Regions from separate parts of the Ovis aries genome. Here region 2 is linked to region 1. A link is a contact called in public Hi-C data. All regions are on one chromosome and are shown on one strand. The core of a region is the stretch at or near the end of the contact, and the rest is flanking DNA. Distances in the headings are between cores, read along the strand shown. Region 1 overlaps TMEM241 (transmembrane protein 241). Region 2 has its middle 95 kb from the start of RBBP8.

Region 1 (4,180 bases), core at 485-2,984:
CAAACTTTTTTCTCATATATATTGTGGACAAAAAGTGACAAGTAAGCTAAAGGTTACTCTCAAAATATTTTTATTTAAATATACAGCCTAGTAACACAGGAGCCAGGAGATGACATCTAAAGTCTCCAGTGAGAGACTTCCCTGATGGTCCAGTGGTTAAGAAAGCGCACTCCCATCACAGAGGACATGGGTTCAATCCCTGGTCAGGGAACTCAGATTCTGGATGCCCCAAGGTACAGCCAAAATAAATAAATAATTTTTAAATAAAATACAGTCTCCAGTGAATTTACAACTTAGTCTGTCCTCAGCAGTGGTTCTAGAATCTAACAGAAGGACATAGTCTCGCTGTGCTACGATGTTGTCAGCTGAAACAGGTCACAATGTTCATTCAGGATCACATTTTGTAAATACAGAAAGCTTGCACTCAGGCCTTCCAACATCTGCTAGAAAACTCACTGCAATGTTCTGCAAAGGTCTGACAACAGCAGAAGCCACTGTAGAATGAGAAGCTTGTGACTGAAAACCAGTGCTATCTTTCCCAAGATAGAGCCTCCCAGGGTATCATCCAGCACCCGGTGATAACAACTGGGTGCTGGGCAAACGTCCTGGGAGAAGAACGATTCCATCGGGTCAGTTGGTGGAGTCACTACATGACATGGCCAGAGGCTGACCCACACAGCAGTCATGGCTCTCTGCAATGGAAGAAGCGTGGTGCTAGTTTCTGTGACTTGTTTGAGAGGGAATCTAGGATTCTCCTGTACTCCCGGCTACAAGGACAGTTTAAATGAACTCTCAATGGCATAGGCTATTAAAGACCAATTTGGAGAGGGTGGGATGAATTGAGAGAGTAGCACTGAAACATATACACATGGTGCATGCAGGCTAAATCACTTTAGTTGCGTCCTACTCTTTGCGACCCTATAGACTAGACTATAGACCGCCAGGCTCCTCCGTCCATGGGATTCTCCAGGCAAGAATACTGGAGTGGGTTGCCATGTCCTACTCCTGGGGATCTTCCTGACCCAGGGATCGAACCCATGTCTTTCATGTCTTCTGCACTGGCAGGCAGGTTCTTTACCACGAGTGCCACCTGGGAAGCCCATACACATGGTAAATATATATACTTACCATGCGTAAAATAGATAGCTAGTAGGAAGTTGCTATATAACACAAGGCTCAAGAGGGAGAGGATAATATGTATACTTAAGGCTGATTCACACTGTTGTATAACAGAAACCAACACAACATTGTAAAGCAATTATCCTCCAATTTAAAAAAAAGAAGGACCAATTTGGGGCCTGCCCTCCATGGGTGAGGGGCTTTCCTTGTGGTTCAGCTGGTAAAGAATCCGCCCACAACATGGGAGACCTGGGTTTGATCCCTGGGTTGGGAAGATCCCTGGAGAAGAGAAAGGCTACCCACTCCAGTATTCTGGCCTGGAGAATTCCATGGACTGTATAGTCCACGGGGTCACAAAGAGTTGGACACGACTAAGTGACTTTCACTCTCACTCCATGGGTGATGGGGATGTCCATGATGTCACTGGGAACTCCAAACTGTCTTCCTGGGGTTGTTTCCTTTCTGAGTAGAGCCCAACCTATACTATCTCTGCACAAGCCCACAGTCACACAGCGAACAAGTCCAGTCACACAGCAAAGCTGGACTTTGGTTCTCTGCTGACATCATCAGAAAGCCAAGCCTGGTAGGAAACAGCAGCCACAGCAAACACAAACCCAGTTCTGCCCAGCCCATGAACTGCCCTGGTCCTGGGTCCCTGCCGCTTGCTACCTGGTAACACCCTTCTGTCCAGGGCCCGGGGTGACTGGAAATTCTGAGCTGTGACACCCGTTATCAACCACAAAACCCACTACAAACTAAGACACTAGAATCTTTCCCAAGAAGCTTAAGTGGGCTGATATCTTGTGTGTGGCTGTGAAACCACCAAAGAAGTCCAGGGAATAAAACTGAAAAAAATCTCTGGGAGCTTTAGCAAGGGGACTAAAAAGAAATATGATGACGGCTCTTCTGAGATGGGTAACACCTAACATCATGTGTATTCAAGGGACAGCAGTGTCTCGTGGGTCTCAAACTTCTCTGTTGAGAACCACTTCTTTCAAGGAAAGAATCTTGAGTATCTTTGACTTTACTAAGCTCTACTGGTCATTTTCCCCTTCTCTCCTCCAAAAAAAAGCAATAAAAATATGAAGAAATCCATCAACAGATAAACGGATACACCAAATGCAGGATACAATGTGGTATAAAAACAAAATGTGGTCTATATACACAACGAAAAGCCTTAACAAGGAAGGAAATGTTGACACAATCTTCAACATAGATGAAGCGTGTAGGTATTATGCCAAGTGAAGTAAACCAGTCCCAAAAGGACAAGTACCCAGAGTAGGTAAATTCATAGAGACAGAAAATATAACCGAGCTTTACCAGGGCCTGGGGTGGGTAGAGAGAGAGGGGAGCTATCATCTATTTATTTTTTATTTTGCCAGTCTTCGAGGTATGTGGGATCTTGGTTTCCTCACCAGGGACTGAAGCCATGCCGCCAATAGTGGAACCGTGGAGTCTTAATTACCAGATCACGAGGGAAGTCCTGTAGCTATATTTTTTAAGATTTTTTTTTTTAATGCCAGAGCTATGCCATGTAATGGGTACAGAGTTTCTGTTTGGAATGATAAAAAGTTCTGGAAATGGATGGTGGTAATGGTTGCACAATATTATGAACGTACTTAATGCCACTGAACTATATACTTTAAAACTATTTTAAAACAGTAAATGTTATCTATCTTTTACATGCCAAAAAATGTTCAAGTATGAACAATGGCATTGCTTTTAAACAAATATGAGTAAGGTAATATTTCCAGTCTTGTGTTCAGTCACATCTGACTCTGAAACCCCATGGACTGTAGCTGGCCAGGTTCCTCTGTCCATGGGATTCTCCAGGCAAGAGTACTGGAGTGGGTTGCCACTTCCTTCTCTAGGGGATCTTCCCAATCCAGGGATTGAACCCGTGTCTCTTGAGTCTCCTGCACTGGCAGGCTGATTCTTTACCACTAGTACCACTTGGGAATCCCTAGGTAATGTTTAAATGACCATTGTGAACAAGTAAATAATTCTCATCAGAAACTACAAGTTAATCATAGTCAGGAATGCTGTAACAGTGGAAGACCCATGTTGATCAGCCCTGGTAGACCCTAGTCCAAAATCTGACAGCCAATTCTCTTGCTTCTGTGGAGGAATACATTCAACTATTCAGAGTCCAAATGCTTTATTATTTAACTAAATCATAGAACTATCACACGCTTTGCGAATTCAGGGCCCACATTTGTTTAAATGGAGACCCAGTTCTCACTGAACTATCCACCATAGTAACGGAGTATAAGACATATGCTCAATATGTATTTTATCAAGTAGAGAACACTCTATCATGGAAATGCAAGAGTATGACTTAATGAACTATTCCTTCAGATTAGTTAAGCATCTCATGTGGGATATTCTTTCAGAACATGAACTATGATGTAATAGGGTCAGGGAAATTGATCCACACCCAAGTTCCCAGGGCCTCACCTTTGTCAAACCTCTTCAGATCAGTATTTTGCTCTCCAGTTATATGTTTTCAGGAGAAGCCAAAATTATTAATATTTTTACTGGTCTCATTCCCAAAGCTTCTCCAGTATGCTAAGCCAAGGGGTGACTTAGCAAGGAAGCAGCTTTACCTTCATGGAGAAGGTGGGCAGATAACTCGGACCACAAGGCAAATGACTTAGCCTGATCATTCAACTGGGATATTTACCTAATTTATGTAAATCTTAACTTCATTTTCTTTTCATTTTCTACATCATTTCAGGTGAGGCATGATGTTCTCAAAGAATCATGAGGCTTTACCTATGTGAGGATTTATCTATGATTCACATAGCCAATTCAGATGATCATTTTGGCTGAAAAATATCATGGTCTTTGACATTTCTTTTAAATCTATTTGAAAAGAGGTCTTAATAGAATCATAACAACAATGTGTGACTGAATTGGACCCTGGATCAGAATTTTTGTGGAGAGGGTTATAAAGAATATTATTAAGGAAACTGGCAAAATAAATATTGGTCTACAGATGAGATAACAGTATTGTATCAGTGTTAATCTCCTCATTTTGATAACTACAGAAGTCATGTAA
Region 2 (4,180 bases), core at 572-3,071, 490 kb before region 1:
ACCAGATCTTGAAAAATGAAAAAACTTGGACTTCAGCTCACCTCCATGAGGGAACAAACGTTTTTGCATGACTTGGCTCTTAACTTATTTTTTTTTATGACTTTAAATCCCATCTTATTTGAATACCCAGGAATTTGAGGTCTTGGGGTGGGGATAAAAGTCAGGTCATAACAGAGGAGTGTTTTTCATTTACTACTAGTTAAAGCAGACTGGTATGGGGAAGCAGAGACTGGGGTTAGGAGTGCAGGCACTGGGTTCTGAAGTGGGAAAGAAGCCAGGTTCTTAGCATTCTTCTCCTTGGGCTCTAATTAGCTGAGGGAAGCGGTGAAAGATGACAAACAGGATGGGATTGCTTCAGTGAGATCCTCTTCAGCCATGGTTTATGATGCAAAGTGCTGCGGATGCAAACACGGGCCTGGCTGGAACAGCCAGGGATTGCCATGTACCTGCAGAGCTCCGTCAACAGAGGCCCTGTGAGGTCGGCCAGCAGTCCTATATGAGTGGGAATTCATCTTTCGTTGCAGAGGACGTAAAATGACCTGTTCCAGTAAAACCAAAACTTAGGGAGGGAAAACAAACCAACATAAAATGTAAACTTAGCTCCGTCTGTTTCCGTCCTAGAGGAGCAAAGGTGATCAGAATGACTGCAGAGACTCTGACACCTCACCCTCTTTTATTCTGTCCGTGAGCAGACGCAGAATTGCAAGATCTTTTAGAGCCGAAGGCTAATCACAGAAAGGGATTGTTTTCCATCTCTCAGGAACAAAATCTGTATAAGAAATCCGATGACATGTTCCTGGACTGACCGTAAAAAACATTTTCCCAAATAACATCAGTAAACTCTGGATTCTTTCTTTGGGACTAACCCCAAATTCATTGGGGAAATCATTGTGCTTAATCAGTTCGGTTTTGGGGTATGATACAATTTGCAAGGCTGTGTCATACAACCACATAGTTAGCATAGATGAAAATACTATTAATTAGAGATAAGCATTTGTCCAAGAACTTGCTGTAATCAGATCTTGCAGGGATTTAAACTCGGTACTTTGCCAATTAGAATTATTTTAAAATAGATTTAATTGTGAAAGGGAGGCCCCTGTTTTACAGGGGGAGGTTCTTGCGACTTTTTCTTTCTAAGAAAAATTTGCTCATTTTATCACACTTACCTTCATCTCTGCATTAAAAAATCCAATCTTGTAGGAAATAATAATCAATGAGATTTAATTTTTGGTATCATCTTTTTAAAAGACTTCTTAAAAGTTTCTGTTTAAAAGTAGTTTAGACTTGATCCCCAAAATAATTATATTTAGGTCCTAAAACTAAAATGTTTTATATACAGAATTCTTTTAGAAACTGTTTGACAAGATAATAAAAAATGTAAAGCTATCTGTGCATTTCTTTATAAAAAGTGGAAATTAAACATGATAAAATGATCTAGTTTCTTTGATATTAACTTTTTAATGACTTTTTAAATGACAAATGGATTTATTTCAGAGCATATTTGTGCTTCCTAATGACAAAGTTGTGAGATAAAGTCCCACAAGAATGAATTCTGGAAAACTCAATAACTATACTTTTAATTTATAAGTGCTACCTATACAGTTGTATGTTACAGCTTTAAAATCATATTACACTTTACTGAAATGAATCAGATTTAATACAGTCATTTCCCCAGTGTGCCCTGGACAAAGCTCAGGGAAACATGTGACCAGACAAAGGAACACAATTAGTAATTCAAGGTCGATCCAGGCCAGGAACACATGACTTGTCATTCAGGGCTCTTTCACAGTCATCACGGTGATTCCCTCCCCCACACCTCCTCAGCCCAGTCCACTGCCAGCCTAGCGTGCGTCTCACACCCTCCTCTCAGTGCTGAGACTACACCTCCCTGGGCTGGCCTCTCCAACACAGCTGCCCACACCCCACTTGACTTCCCTCAGCTCACCCTTCTCTGATTATATTTCCCTTGAAAGTGAAAGTGAAAGTCACTCAGTCGTGTCCAGCTCTTTTCGACCCCATAGACTGTAGTCCATGGAATTCTCCAGGCCAGAATACTGGAGTGGGTAGCCGTTTCCTCCTCCAGGGGATCTTCCCAACCCAGGGATCGAACCCGGGTCTCCCACATTGCAGGCAGATTCTTTACCAGCTGACCTTGCCCTCTGCTAAGAAGGCCATGCCAGCATGTGTCTGACCTTTTTCTCCATCAAAAGGCACATCTCCTTCCCTCAACCCCAGAGCTAGATACTCTGCCTACCAACAAAACAGTTAACCTGCCTAATAAATGAGTCTCTCTATCCTGAGGATGTGAGAGTTGGATGTGAGTAGGCATATGAGAGTTGAACCATAAAGACAGCTGAGTGCTAAAGAATTGATAATTTTGAACTGTGGTGCTGGAGAAGACTCTTGAGAGTCCCTTGGACTACAAGGAGGTCAAACAAGTCAATCCTAAAGGAAATCAACCCTGAAAATATTCATTTGAAAGACAGATGCTGAAGCTGAAGCTCAAATAATTTGACCACTCCATAAAAAGAGCCAACTCATTGGAAAAGACCTTGATGCTAGGAAAGATTGAAGGCAGGAGGAGAAGAGGACAAAAGAGGTTGAAATGGTTGGATGGCATCATCGACTCAATGGACATGAGTTTGAGCAAACTCCAGGAGATGGTGAAGGACAGAGGAGGCTGGTGTGCTGCAGTCCTTGGGGTACCAAAAAGCTGGACATGATTGAGTGACTGAACAGCAACAATATCCTAAGGGAAGAAGACAGAGTAGCTGTCTCCCCTTCTTAGGGGACAACTGTTCTGTTTCCAGAGATAGAAAAGAGATTACGACGACACTGAGGCACCTCAAGGTGACTTGAATCTCCCTTGAGTCTATGCCCATGGCCAGTTATGACCGCTAACCATAGATTATGCAATCTCAGCCTCCAACTCCCTCCCTACCCAGGATGACCTCAACCTTTGAGAATATGTGTTTCAGAACAGAGGATTCTGGGATTTCCCTGGCAATCCAGTAGTTACAATTCTGCAATGCAGGGGATGTGGGTGTGATACCTGGTCGGAGAACAAAGATCCCACATGCCTCCAGGTTCGGCCAAAAAGGGAAGGGTTAAAAAAAAAAAAAAATTCTGGCCTTTGGTTGGACTGAGATGAATGTAAAAGTAGGGTTGGCAGTTTACCGACAAAATGAAAAATAATACTTTCTATATAGTGAGTACCTGCTATGGGCCAGACACTATTATTGCTTAATTAATTAGCTGATTAATTATGCATGTGTGCATGTTCTGTCGTGTCCGACTCTTTGCGACCCTATGGACTGTAGCTCACCAGGCTCCTCTGTCCACGGGATTTCCTAGGCAAGAATACTGAAGTGGATTGCCATGACTTCTTCTAGGGGATCTTCCCGTCCTAGGGATTAAACCCAGATTAAACCTGCATTGCAGGGAGATTCTTTACACTCTGAGCTACTAAGGAAGCCCTCTCCAATCCTAATTCCTTACTGAATGAAGTTCTTATTCTTTCTCTTTAAAAGATCAATGTTAAAAATCCTTCATGTGGCACCAAGACTCCTTTGTTATTTGACCTTCAGCCTCTTGAGCCTCATTTCGTTCTGATACCTTATGGAAACCCAGTATTCTGATCTTATTGAACCATTCTGAAATAGCAAGCTCCCTCTTAACTTCAGATCTCAAAATGTACCTAGCATGTAGTCAGTTACTCTTGAATATATTTTGAATTAATTGGCTTCCCAGGTGGTTCAGCAGTAAATCATGGAGACACAGGAGATGCAGGTTCAGTCCCTGGGTCAGGAAGATCCCTTGGAGAAGGAAATGGCAACCCTCTGCAGTATTCTTGCCTGGAGAATCCCATGGACAGAGGATCCTGGCAGGCTACCATCCATGGGATCAAAAAGAGTCAGACACTACTGAGTGACTAACACTTCCACGCTCAACGTATCAAGCCTGAAGATATAGATTTAGTTGTTGTTCTCGTAATCTTCACCAAGGATTCTATAAAAGTCAGCATTATCATTTGCACTTGATATTAGAAGTGCATCGTGCACATCTATTGATTTCATCAGCCAGAACCCTTTCCCGCTTCATCTAGTAACAGCCTCCTCCTTCTTTTAGGAAACTGTCCTCCCCACCCCTGGCCTGTGATCCACGCGGAGCCAACGTAGAG

What was found. Hi-C and Micro-C count contacts between places; a contact is called where the count stands out from the background.
Region 2: a contact with region 1 is called in a Hi-C map of liver, with 6 times the contacts expected there. The contact joins two enhancer-like sites. A contact is called at or near these places in 5 of 16 Hi-C or Micro-C datasets (blood, liver, mixed tissues and 1 more).

Annotation. Positions count from the first base shown.
Region 1 is chr23:33,621,440-33,625,619 of ARS-UI_Ramb_v3.0, reverse strand. All of the region lies in intron 3 of TMEM241 (transmembrane protein 241), which reads right to left. Among named protein-coding and RNA genes, the nearest start is that of TMEM241, 11 kb to the right of the region's middle. Within about 2 kb of position 1,734, at least 8 of the 54 cell types and tissues checked have an H3K27ac peak or open chromatin away from gene starts, as enhancers often do. A contact at or near this core is called in liver, where this site is marked.
Region 2 is chr23:34,114,827-34,119,006 of ARS-UI_Ramb_v3.0, reverse strand. No RefSeq gene overlaps it. Among named protein-coding and RNA genes, the nearest start is that of RBBP8, 95 kb to the right of the region's middle. Within about 2 kb of position 1,821, at least 10 of the 54 cell types and tissues checked have an H3K27ac peak or open chromatin away from gene starts, as enhancers often do. A contact at or near this core is called in liver, where this site is marked.